Linked DNA regions of Mus musculus: region 1 is linked to region 2. The links are chromatin contacts, called in public Micro-C maps. All regions are on one chromosome and are shown on one strand. Each heading gives the region's core, a stretch centred on a gene start, on an enhancer-like site or on the middle of the called end of the contact. The rest is flanking DNA. Distances are from core to core; before and after follow the strand shown. Region 1 holds the start of Gpc1 (glypican 1). Region 2 holds the start of Lrrfip1 (leucine rich repeat (in FLII) interacting protein 1).

Region 1 (5,302 bases), core at 1,622-4,121, 1.8 Mb before region 2:
ATGGGACAGCTGTCATCACTGCTGCCTGGAAAGGCCATCCAGAAAACTAAGCAGTGCCTTCGGTGAGGAGCCAGCCTCTTACATATAGTACTGTTTGATAAAAGGGAAGTCTCCCGCTATTTCTGGTCCCTAAGACTCAGGGGCAGGAAAGGACATCCATTTGCCCATGAGCCACTCTTCCTCTCTCCTAATCACCCAATGACTCCAGTTGAACCTCAGCAGGCACCTATCTCCTGGGGTATTCCCATATTTCTTATAAGTAGGAGCTCTTTGGAACTAAGGGATTACATAGGAGCTCCAGGGAGGACTGCGCCATTAGGGGCCACCAGAGGGCGCCTGGTCCTCAGAGTCCAGGTCTGGTGGCACAGAACCAGACAGGACCCTGAGCTTGGCTGCCCTTTGGGCTACTGCTATCTTAGGAGGTCACCCTGTTTCTCACTCCACATGCTAATACTCTCTTTAGTGCCCTGGGGCTTGGAGGTATTCTCCCACTCTGAGGGCTGTGAGGTGCAGCCCATGGGGTTCCAGAAAAGTGTGGCACCAGTTCTGAGGTGCACCAATAGGGATGATGGGAAAACATAGGCCCCAGCCTTGCATGTCAATAAATAGGGTGTCTCTGAACAAACACTGGGCCCCAACCAGTATGACTGCTGTAATTCTGCAGGGTGCCTACACACCCCAGCTGGATGGGCATCTACGGCTGTCCTCACAGACATCAAAGCCTTTTGCTTGTCTTGTTCCTAATCCCCCACATTCCCCAACTGCAGGGTAGTAAGAACCAGGCTCTCTGGAAGGACCACACCTCTGCTTCTTTATTTTGCCCTCTCACTGCCCTTGTCACTGCCTACATTGCCAGTCCCTGCCTACTCGGGCACAGTAGCTGTGGGTGGGTACAAGCTCAAGAAGGTCTCCAAGAAGGCATTAAGATGGGTGGCATATCCATGCCAAGGTAAGATGTAGGCTGGAAGGCCTCAGGCTGGTATGTGTGCGGAGCAGGGTACGTCTGGCAGGGATAAGAGATACACAAGGATGTCAGGGTATATGTTCCTATTTCTGTGTGTTTGGAGGTGGGTAGAGTGAGCAGGGTACCAACCAAACTATACCTGCTGCTGCCAGGCACCGGGTGACAGTGCCCAGAGAACTGTAGGAGGTGGCTTTGGCAATGGCAGGGCTGTATGTAGAGAGAGGCATAGAAAGGCCTGTTCTGAGGGCATTTGAGAGGGAGATAGTCAAGAGACTCAGGCCACACAATGTGTCTTGTGGGTTCTGTCTCTCCCCAGAAACAGGGTTCTCCATGGCTGGCTATCTACTGCCATTCCCAAGCAAGTTGGGGCCACAGGCCACCCCTCTGGGCAATACTCTTACTTTCCTCATTCAGAGTGCCTACGACACCAGTTGAGTTTGGTCTCTAGTCTGCAAGCCCCCTCAGTTTCAGAAGAATCCCACAGCAGGAATTCCCTGCTCACCAAGGCCCTGGTGTTACACTTATCCAGGAAAGCTCCCCACACATTTAAGAGCAAAGCCTGGGGCTTGGGAGGTCCTTGGGACATTGCATAGGCACTCCAAGCTCATAAAGATTCGGTTCCCAGAGCTCCTGAGGCAGCAGGGAAGGGAAGGGAGGGGAAGGGCTGCTCTCAGCAGCTGCAGGGCCGAGGCCGCCGCCAGGAGGGCCGCTCTTCTTACAAAGAGATGACAAGGCCCCTGGGCGGGATCCAAGACGCCGACCACCTGCAGCTGGGCTCGCAGCTCCAGGCGGCCCGGAGCGCCCGGTCAGACCACGAGTGTGCTAGGATAGGGGCGCTGGCGGGCACAAGTTCCTAGGTAGGAATCCCCTCGAGCCCTGGGGTCCCCTGAATCGCGCAGCGGGCTCACATTTCCTTAGAACCCAGGCTTGAAGTGTAGGATCTCCCCCATAAATCCCACCTAGGCGGCTCCTGCTGTGGATCCGCGTAAATTCCTAAGCAGAACCCTTGACGCCTCTGGGAGAGATCCGCATAGAGAAGTTCCTAGCCCACTGCAACCGGGATATGCGACCCAATAGACCGTCCCAGAGCTACCGCTTGCTTCGCCGCAAGGGCGGCAGGCACGCTGTCCCGGAGCTGGGATTGCTGCCCCGCCAGCACAGTGGGCCAAGCCGGGGACCAAAGACGCCCAGCAACAACCCTAACCCAAAGGGAGCGCAGATTGCTATGGGGAAGGGACTCTAGAGCGTAGTGGCTGGGAACTGGGCAGCAACAGAGCGGATCGGAGCTCGGGGGCGAGGGCCGTGGGGTATAGACCAGTTGAGGAGCAGGAGGCCACTCCAAGTCCAGGCGGCGGGTTCTGGCGCCCGGGGCTAGCTGCGGCGCGGGTAGGGGCCCAGATCAGACCTCCCGAGTGCTAGGGTCCGGTGCCCCCGGACGCAGCGCCCTTACTCACCCGAGATCTCTGCCTGAGGCACATCGCTCAGGCTAAAGCCCTTAGCCCCGTAGATCTGGCGGACTTCGCTGCAGCTCCGGCTCTTGCTGGCGGGGTCCCCGCGGGCGCAGACGACCAGCGCGGCGGCCGCGCACAGCAGCCACCAGCCTCGGGTCCGGAGTTCCATGGCGGGGCCCGAGGCTCCCTGGCCGCCGGTGCGCGCCTCCCTCGGTCCCGGCCGGCCCGCTCAGCCCAGTGTGCGCGAAGGGCAGAGCCAAGGTCCCAGCGCGCGACGCTCGTGGTCCAGAGGCGGTGGCAGTCGAGGAGGCGGAGACAACAAAAGCCGGCTGCGGCTGCGGCGCGGGGAGCTAGGCGCGAGGCGCGAGGTCCGGCCGCTCAGTCGGGCCGCCTAGAGCGCGGCGGGCGAACGCGCAGCCCCGGCTCGGCGCCTCCCCCGCCGCCCGCCCGGCCCCACGGCGGCCGCGGAGAGGGGCAGGGAGGGGCGGGGAGCGCGGGCGGGAAGAGGGGAGCGCCCGGGCGGGGCGGGGCGGGGCGAGGCGGGGCACGATCGGGGCGCACCGGGCGCCCCTTCGCTCTCCGGAGGGAGAGGAGGGAATGTTCTCTCAGCCCAGGCGATGTGCTCCGTTGCCTGGGTGAGATGGGAGGCGGCGGGGAGAGCCTGGAGTGCAAAGGCCGAGTCCGGGGTCCCCTAAGGTGTCCCCCCCAGCCCAGCACCCAGGGCGGCGGCACCACCTGTGGGGGCGGGGGCAGGGCGGGGGGGGGGGGCAGCTGAGGCAGGGCTTCCCTCGCCGGACGTGACATCACGTCCTCCGCTGGCCAATCAGGAGCTTCCCCGCCCCCAGCCGAATTCGGCATCTCTTTGCTCCTTTCCATCCTTCACCTTACCGGCTTGCTCTCTTAGCGCTTCTACTACTCAGTCCTGGTCCGGTCACTTCCCTACTCACCTGCTGCCCCCCACCCCCCAGCAACAACTCCTACATCCATACGCCCTTTCTAGCCGCCCCTGAGCGGCTCCAGTTCTCGTCTGACGTGTTTTGGAGGAGGATGAGGGGGCTGAAAACTGGCCAAAAAAAAAAAAAAAAAAACTAGCCTTCATCAGCTCAGATGACTTCAGTTGATGCAGATTGCCAGCGACTGTTACGGTCCCTCTTCGTGACTATTTAGGTGCTAGAGCAATGGGGCAGAGGCAGGTCTGTAGGCTTGGGTGCAGCGTGGTAGGTGACCTCTGGCAAAAGGAATAGAGCGAGGAGTTAATGTTGGGCAGCTCAACTCCAGGCCAGGTGTGGCAGACCACCAACTGTCACGCAGCTGCAGGGATGATTGTGGGGAGAAGGGACCCTACCTGGGACCTACCTGGGAGCTGGTGATGGTGCTGGGTCTGGAGTTTCTTGCTTAGCTGCTGCCGGGCAGCACTATCCCTCCTGCTGTTCCCTTTATCCTATGAAGAGGCCATCATAGCTGAGGTTAGACTGAATCTAGATACCTAATCTGGGAATGGGAAGAAAGCGAGATGTGGTTTATGGTTGAGAGTCATAGATTACCACTATGTGTCAATAGAGTGCAGCGCTCTTGGATTCAGCTGAATCAGGGCTTTGCAGGTTTGTGGCAAAACCCCCAATCACCCATGCCTCAGGATGTCCTCCCGTCAGGGGTTCTGTCCACCTTAGGGGGTGGGTTTCCTGTCCTAACTCCTAGGAAAGTGATCCAATTAATCTCTGCAGTCATTGCTTGAGAGTAACAATGGAAAACCAATCTATCGGAGCAGATATCCTCACATCCCTCTACTGTAACACTGCTCCTGACTCACGGACCCCTGTCCACTGCATGTCCTGGCCAGGACAGCTTGGATCCCTGTCACTTTTAATAGAGGACTTGCAATGGCCAGGGCTCCTACTTGCTTTCTGTGCTCCCCATGTGTTCTGGCCTCTCAACATGCCATCACCACTGAATGCCTCTTTGTAAGTTGACCAGCCTAGATAGTTCCTTGGGGTAGGCTCAGTGTCTGAGCCATTTCTGGACCCCAAAATGGCAGGTCTTTAGGCTATGGCCTTTGCTATGATGCTGTATAGGTTGGCTGTCTTTTCTAGGGAAATCTTTATCACTGTACCTGCAAAAGAACAGCATAGCACTTTCCCACAGGTCATACTACTGGCAGCCAAGATAGTGCTCCAAAGTGGTGCTCCTCTCCATACTGGAGTCTCCATAATCTTGAGGAACCATGTATGCGAGCAGCCCAGGGGCTGACTAAGGAAGCCTGAGGGGAGCATGTAAGGACTGGCAGGTCCCCAGCAGCCTCCCCTCCCTTCTGGGGTCTCAAACCTGGGATGGAAGCGGCCTTAGTGCTCCCAAGAAGGGGCCCTTAGATGTGTTTGTCATGCCAAGGCCAAGTTTCTCTTCTCACTTTTACTGATCAGGACACTTTACGAAAAGTAGCAGAAAGCTGTCAGAGAGTGTACCTAGTTAGGTGACACCTGAGCTAACTTACCTGCCTCAACCTTGACTGAAAGGAAATAAACCTGAGATTCAGTGGTGAGTGTCTACCTTTCACCAGCTGCATGAGCAGCCCGGGTCACAGCATAGCATCCACATCTCCTCTGGAGGTGGGAGGAAGTGCATTTGGGATATATCAAATATGCAGGAGATAAGCTGCCCCCCCCCATCACCACCATGCTGAGTGTTGTCTTTTGAGTCCACAGAGGTCCCTCTGTCTCAGCTCATAGTCAAGGGGCAGGGAGGGACCTAGGCAACCAGTCCTCTCAGTCCTGAGTAGGCAGGACCTGTCAGCCTTAGCAATAAAAAGCAAGTAGGCTGAGCAGGAAATAAATGTTCAGGCAGCCGGAGCTAAAAGGACATCATGGCAGAGGGGACTCTGCTGAAGCCATCC
Region 2 (5,690 bases), core at 986-3,485:
GTTTTGTAAACCTCTTAAAGATTCATAATTTCCTTCTAGAATCTTCTGGAACTAAATGCGTTCAAGAATCCAGCGTTGTTAGATTTTTGACCATCTTTTTGTTAGGTATCGGGCCTCCATCAGATGCACAGAGAGGGCTACAGAGCAGTGTATGAAGGTTATATTACATTAAGAGAGAGAGAAGGAAAGACTAAAAATAACCTCATCTGGGGCAGGGCAGGGCTCATTGCTAGATGGATTCGGCCATAGCCTTACATGTAAACACTCACAAACTATCCAGCACTCTGTGCTTCCTGGATTCTGGACATGGACTGATTAGCCCAATGAGTGCTAGGCTGAATGACCACTGCTTCCATCCTCTTACTGCTGGGCTACAACAGTATCCCGCCTGGATCCCAGGCAGGCTCCAAATTGAGTAGGGGGACCTGTGGCTGGTATCTTGGAGTTGGAAGTGGATTCCCACCTCTTGGGCCCCTCCTCGACTTCTTTACATCCCTGTTCTCGGGGTTTGGTGTTTCTCCTTCCTTTGCCCAGGATGCAGGCACTTGGTTCCTGTCCGCTAGAACCAGCCCAGGGCTGACTTCCTCCTCCTGCTTGCCTTCTATGGTCTGCCTGGGCCTCTGTTCTGAACACTCATGTCTCAGAAGCTTTCTCTCCTCCCTGAGCCTCCCTTAAGAGGGCTCCAAAGTGGCCCTGCAGGTTCCCTCCCTAGGCCTACAGGTTACAGCTCCAAAAGCCTCCTTGACTGCCCAAGTTTAAGTAGGGACATAGAATAAACATTATAAAACAGACAGGGGAAAAAAGCCCAGCAATTCTCAGCAAGGAACTGACATTTTACAAGTCTGTCATTGGAATAAAAGTTTACTTAGCCTTCCTAGCACTTGGAGGAAGCTCCCCCAGTCAGAGCAGCCTTGCCTCGACTACTCTTCCTTAAAGACCAACTAACTACAGGATTAACTCCTACCTGGAGAATGAGTGGCTGAGGCTCAGTTTTTATCAAGGTCTCACAAAAGCCTGCTAAAATGGGAACCTTGGGTCTCCCCCTCTCTCTGGTATCAACTCCATAAAATACATGGTTTCACAGAGTACAATTTACTTTGAAATATTCCCACTAATAAGCAACCACAGCCATGGATAAGGCGCGCGGGGGTGGGGGGGGTGGGTGGGTGATGCAGGCTTGTAAGCCCGATAGTGGAAGGGTTGAGACATGAGAATCCTGAGAGCAAGGCTAGTTTGGGTTATGGATCCTGCCTGAACTCCCAGACCCCAAAACTATAAACTACACAGGCTGTAACAACCAAAAATCCCCCAACTCCCCGGTGCCCAATTTTCAATCACCGTCGTCCTCATCCACTGTCCCTACGTAAGTTCGGGAAGTAAAATATGCGTAAGCACCTTGCCCAGACACAAGTGGCTTCTGGCACCCGCCGAAGTGGATCTGGGGCCCTGGATCCTAGAGGAAGGTGTTCCTGAGGTCAAGAACCTGTAAACCCTCCAAGCCACTCATGGCAAGGTGGTGCGGCTGGATGAGGACCCAGGTGCTGTACTCGGTAAAACACCAAACCAGCAGTTCCCTGTGAAACTCTACACCACCCTCAGATCTCAGACCTCGGTTGGGTCCTGGCCAGAGCCAGCCAGCTGGGCAAAGCCTGCCTAAAGACCATCACTAGGGGTGGAGGGAGAGCCCACTCTCCTTTTCGTCCTTGAGAGGAACATTGGAGCATAAAATGTACTTTTCAGAGCTCCGCCTACGGACACCTTACACTCAGCCAACCACCTGATGGTAGGCAGGAGCTGCCCTATATCAGGATTTTCGAGTGGCCCAAGCCCACTCGCCTCTACTCCAGCAGCACCACGGTAGCTGAAGGGGCCACTGTCCTTGACCTTAGAACCAACTGAGGGACCCAGGCGGCGGTTGCTGGCAGGCACAGGTCTGAATCATGTCTCCCTCTTACCAGTCTTTGCGCCTCTGGACTCAGACAGTCGATTTCCTTGTTTTGCGCGCCCTCTGGGCTGGTCATGTTGCCGAAGTGAAGTGCAGACCAACTTCCCACCCAAGAGTTCGCGCGGAAGACCCGCTCCCTAGTCCACAGGCAGAGGGTTCTCAGTGAGGCCACATTCTGGGATCCAGGAAAGCCGTCCAGGCAGAAGTAGAACTTTCAACGATCCCCTGGGCGCACACGCTCGGACGCCCAACTCCGAGGTTCCCTAGCTGGGGTGCGGCCGGCGGGGCGGGGCGCAGGTGGCTCCCGGCCGGGGGCGGGGGTGGCAAGAGAGGAGCCGGGGGCATACTCCGCCCCAGCCCCGCCCAGCCTCTCCCCACGCCCCACCCACCCTATGCCCGCCTCTCCTTCCTTCCCAGCCCCTTTCCCGCGCTCTTTCCAGGGGGTTGTACCCCTTCCTCTATGGTTCCACCCAGCCTGTGTCCATCTGCTTCCAACTTTCCTTCCTCGCAGCCACATTCTGCCACTTTAGTCGTCGGCTTCGCCCACGATGGCACTCTCAGCCAAAGCACTCCTACCATGAGGTCCACTCGGGCCCGCCTACCCGGGACCCCAGCTCCTCCTCCGTAGCCCCACCCACGCTCCTCCTCTTGCACCGCCTCAGAGCCTCCGGAACCGCCTCCCTCCCCTCCAGACCGCTCCTGGCCAGCAAGCTGCTGTGCCATCAATCACCACCCAGTCCCTGCGGCAGACACCGGAAAGACTGAGGGAAAGACCCTGGGGACCCCACCCTTGGCCACGCCCTGGCCGTCCCCAGCTGAGTCAGCGCGGGAGACCAGCCCAGGCCTAGGGAGGCGCGCCTTCGGTTAGGACACGCGTGGCTTTAGCTGGAACCACACCGCATGAGCCTCTGCCAGAGCGCAGCTGCGCCCGTCACTACTGTCTTCCGAGCCGGCACGGCTTTGGGGACCACAAAGCTACCGCCCATGACCACGCTGGACAGGAGCGAGAATCAAGCGGAGGTGACAGCCGCGATCCGATAGGGAGCGTCGAGGAACTAGTATCCACGCTGGACAGTGACCCGACTCGCAGCACGCGCCTTCCACGTCCACTGGGCAGGAGCACCCCTGATTTAAACTTAAAGCCAAGCGGGCAAGCAACCAGAAGGTTCCAGTGTTGTGCGCTATGGACAGGAGCACATGGCCTGGGTGACCTGTTTTCTCCACCCTAGAAGAGCCTTCTTCGGGCTCAAAAGGAAAATCAGAGGGCCCCCTGCCTTGTTTCTCTGTACTGGAGACTCCAGAAAGATCTAGAGAAGCCAGTCACATCTGAGCCCGGCTGACACGCTTTTTTGGTAACAAGGAACCAGTGTGCGCTGGCTTATGCACATGTGGGGCAGCAGCATTCTGGTACTAAGTCTCTGGGTAGTGCTTCGAAGGACTGGGTAGACCAGAGAGTAGACACAGAAAGACGAGTTCTAGGGGGCAGGATGGCCTGGACCAAAGGGATGAAGGGGACCTAGTTTGAGGAGTACTATGCAGGCCGAAAGAAAATGGGTACCAAGCTTTGGTGAAGTGTTTCAGATGAGGAAAACTTCCTGGGAAGGAGAAGACCTGCTCCCAGCAGTTGGTTTCAGCATCACAGTTTACAAACAAAGCTCTATCAATCAGAGAGAATAGTTTTGGATAACACCGTAACGGCAAGGGCTGTGGAATTTCTATGGGGGTCCAAGTAGTTTTACTAGGACTAACTTTACAGGTGAGAGTGGAATCCAGTTAATAACACAGCCTGAGAGAGTCGGGTTACTGTATTCTCACCTAGATAGGGAGAATCTAAGCCTCTGGCCATGTGGAACCCTGGGACTTCCCCACCACAGCAGCCCAGGGGCCAGCTTGCTTTGCTCTGCATGTCCGGAGACAATGTCTGAAGAGATTTGTTATTAATTTGCAGAGCATATCCCCAGAACCATGGAATCTGTTGGCTTCTAGCAAGCTCATAAACAACAAGGCTCTGTCTCTGCCTGGTGTCTAGGAAAGAACATCACCCTATACCGTCCTAGCCTAGCGGCCCTTCCAATCTTCCAGCCCACTCATTGCTGCCTCCTCTCGCACAGAAAGAAGGAAGCAGGGCCATAAAACTGAAATGGCTGAGAACTGGAACTGGGCTGAGCCAGAGAAAAGGATAATTCCTCCCCTCACTCCTCCCACTGTCTCCCTGGGGGTGGGGGGGACGGACAGTGGGAGGGAGCAGGACAGTGAGATTCCTAGCCTCAAGAGTTGGGATACACCACCAGCCATAGAATAGCGATAAACACATAAAAGACTTGCGATTCCACAGAATGGCAACATGTTATGGCAGCCAGCACCCTAACAGCCTGCTCTCTCAGGTGCCACATTTTGACTCAGGTGAACCCAGTCTGTCCTGTTTGGTGACAGACGTGGGCGGTTCCCAGCTCCAGAAATCTGGAAATCCGTATGTTTCCTATCGACCCTTGGCAGTGCCATTTAAATCTAAATGCTATGTCCTGGTTACACTTGCATGTAATCTACTTGGAGGGTGGAGGCAGGAGGATTGAGAATTGAAAGCCAACCTTGGCTTTTACACCAAGTTTGAAGCCAGCCTTGGCTACCTGAAACACTGTCTCCAAAAACAAACAAACAAAAAAATCCCACCCAGTTCTAGGGAGGCAGCGGCAGGCATCTCTCTGAGTTCTCGGCCAGCCTGGTATATAGATAAAGTTCCAAAACAGACAGGGCTGCAGAGTTTGACCCTGTCTTAAAACTAAATAAAAAGTAAATGAATCGACCTATGTTCTGACAAAGGGTAAAGACCCCAAACTACCTTCCATTAATTCTTATGCCAGTCCCTCTCTGATGCCCCTCTTTGACAGCCCCCCAACCCGACATCAGCCTTTTTAATGTTTTGCAAGGCACAGCAAGGTTTATGAGTGTGAAGGGACTCTACAAACTTCTGGAATGTGGGAAGGTATGAACATTGACACCCGGTAGAATGGGGCGTCTACATAAATGTTCACCTCAACAGAACTCTAACGGTGTCTTGGCAGAGCGATAGGAAAGCCTCTGCTTGGAAAACCTCAAGCCTCCTAAGCACACGAAACATCAGGCAGAAGGCCCCAGGACACCTTTGAAAGTGCAAGGGGAGCCTCACTGGGTGCACTGGACTGACATCTTGATGGTATCAAAGGTCTTTGTCTTTCCTCTGTTCAGATGGTATCATGTAGCCAATGCTGTCCTTGAACTCTGGAATCTCCTGTTTCCATCTCTAGACTGCTGGGATTCAAAGAGTGTGCCTCCATGCCCTGTAGGGCCCAGGGTCTTCATATAAAAAGCTGTGAGGTTGATGATGCAGCTCAGTTGTCTCCTTTTGGTAAACATGGCCAATAGGCAGCCATTTCTAATAAGCTGGCTTTGCATTTGCAGCCCCTTCCATATGGCCAGGCCCTGACCGACCTGTGAGCTCACAGATTTGTCTTGGTGATACTATTTAAGCCCTGTATCTCTTTTTTGTTTGTTTGTTTGTTTGTTTTTCGAGACAGGGTTTCTCCGTATAGCCCTGGCTGTCCTGGAACTCACTTTGTAGACCAGGCTGGCCTTGAACTCAGAAATCTGCCTGCCTCTGCCTCTGGAGTGCTGGGATTAGGCCCTGTATCTCTTTCTGTGAGCACACAGTAGGTTTTAGGAAAGATATGTCCCTACCATGCTTATGGTGTATGTGTGGGTATGTGTA

Evidence for each region. Hi-C and Micro-C count contacts between places; a contact is called where the count stands out from the background.
Region 1: a contact with region 2 is called in a Micro-C map of embryonic stem cells, with 2.6 times the contacts expected there. The contact joins the promoter of Gpc1 here to the promoter of Lrrfip1 in region 2. A contact is called at or near these places in 1 of 39 promoter capture datasets (liver), 1 of 484 Hi-C or Micro-C datasets (embryonic stem cells) and 1 of 115 datasets of contacts at active chromatin or transcription factors (pancreatic cancer cells).

Annotation. Positions count from the first base shown.
Region 1 is chr1:92,829,214-92,834,515 of GRCm38.p6, reverse strand. Gpc1 (glypican 1) reads right to left here and starts at 2,871. Exons shown (of 9, transcript NM_016696.5): 1 at 2,419-2,871. The coding sequence starts at 2,584. It overlaps Gm29481 (a long non-coding RNA gene), which reads left to right. Exons shown (of 3, transcript XR_003947946.1): 1 at 1-1,821.
Region 2 is chr1:91,049,989-91,055,678 of GRCm38.p6, reverse strand. It overlaps Lrrfip1 (leucine rich repeat (in FLII) interacting protein 1), which reads right to left and starts at 2,235. Exons shown (of 25, transcript NM_001310732.1): 1 at 1,956-2,235. The coding sequence starts at 2,021.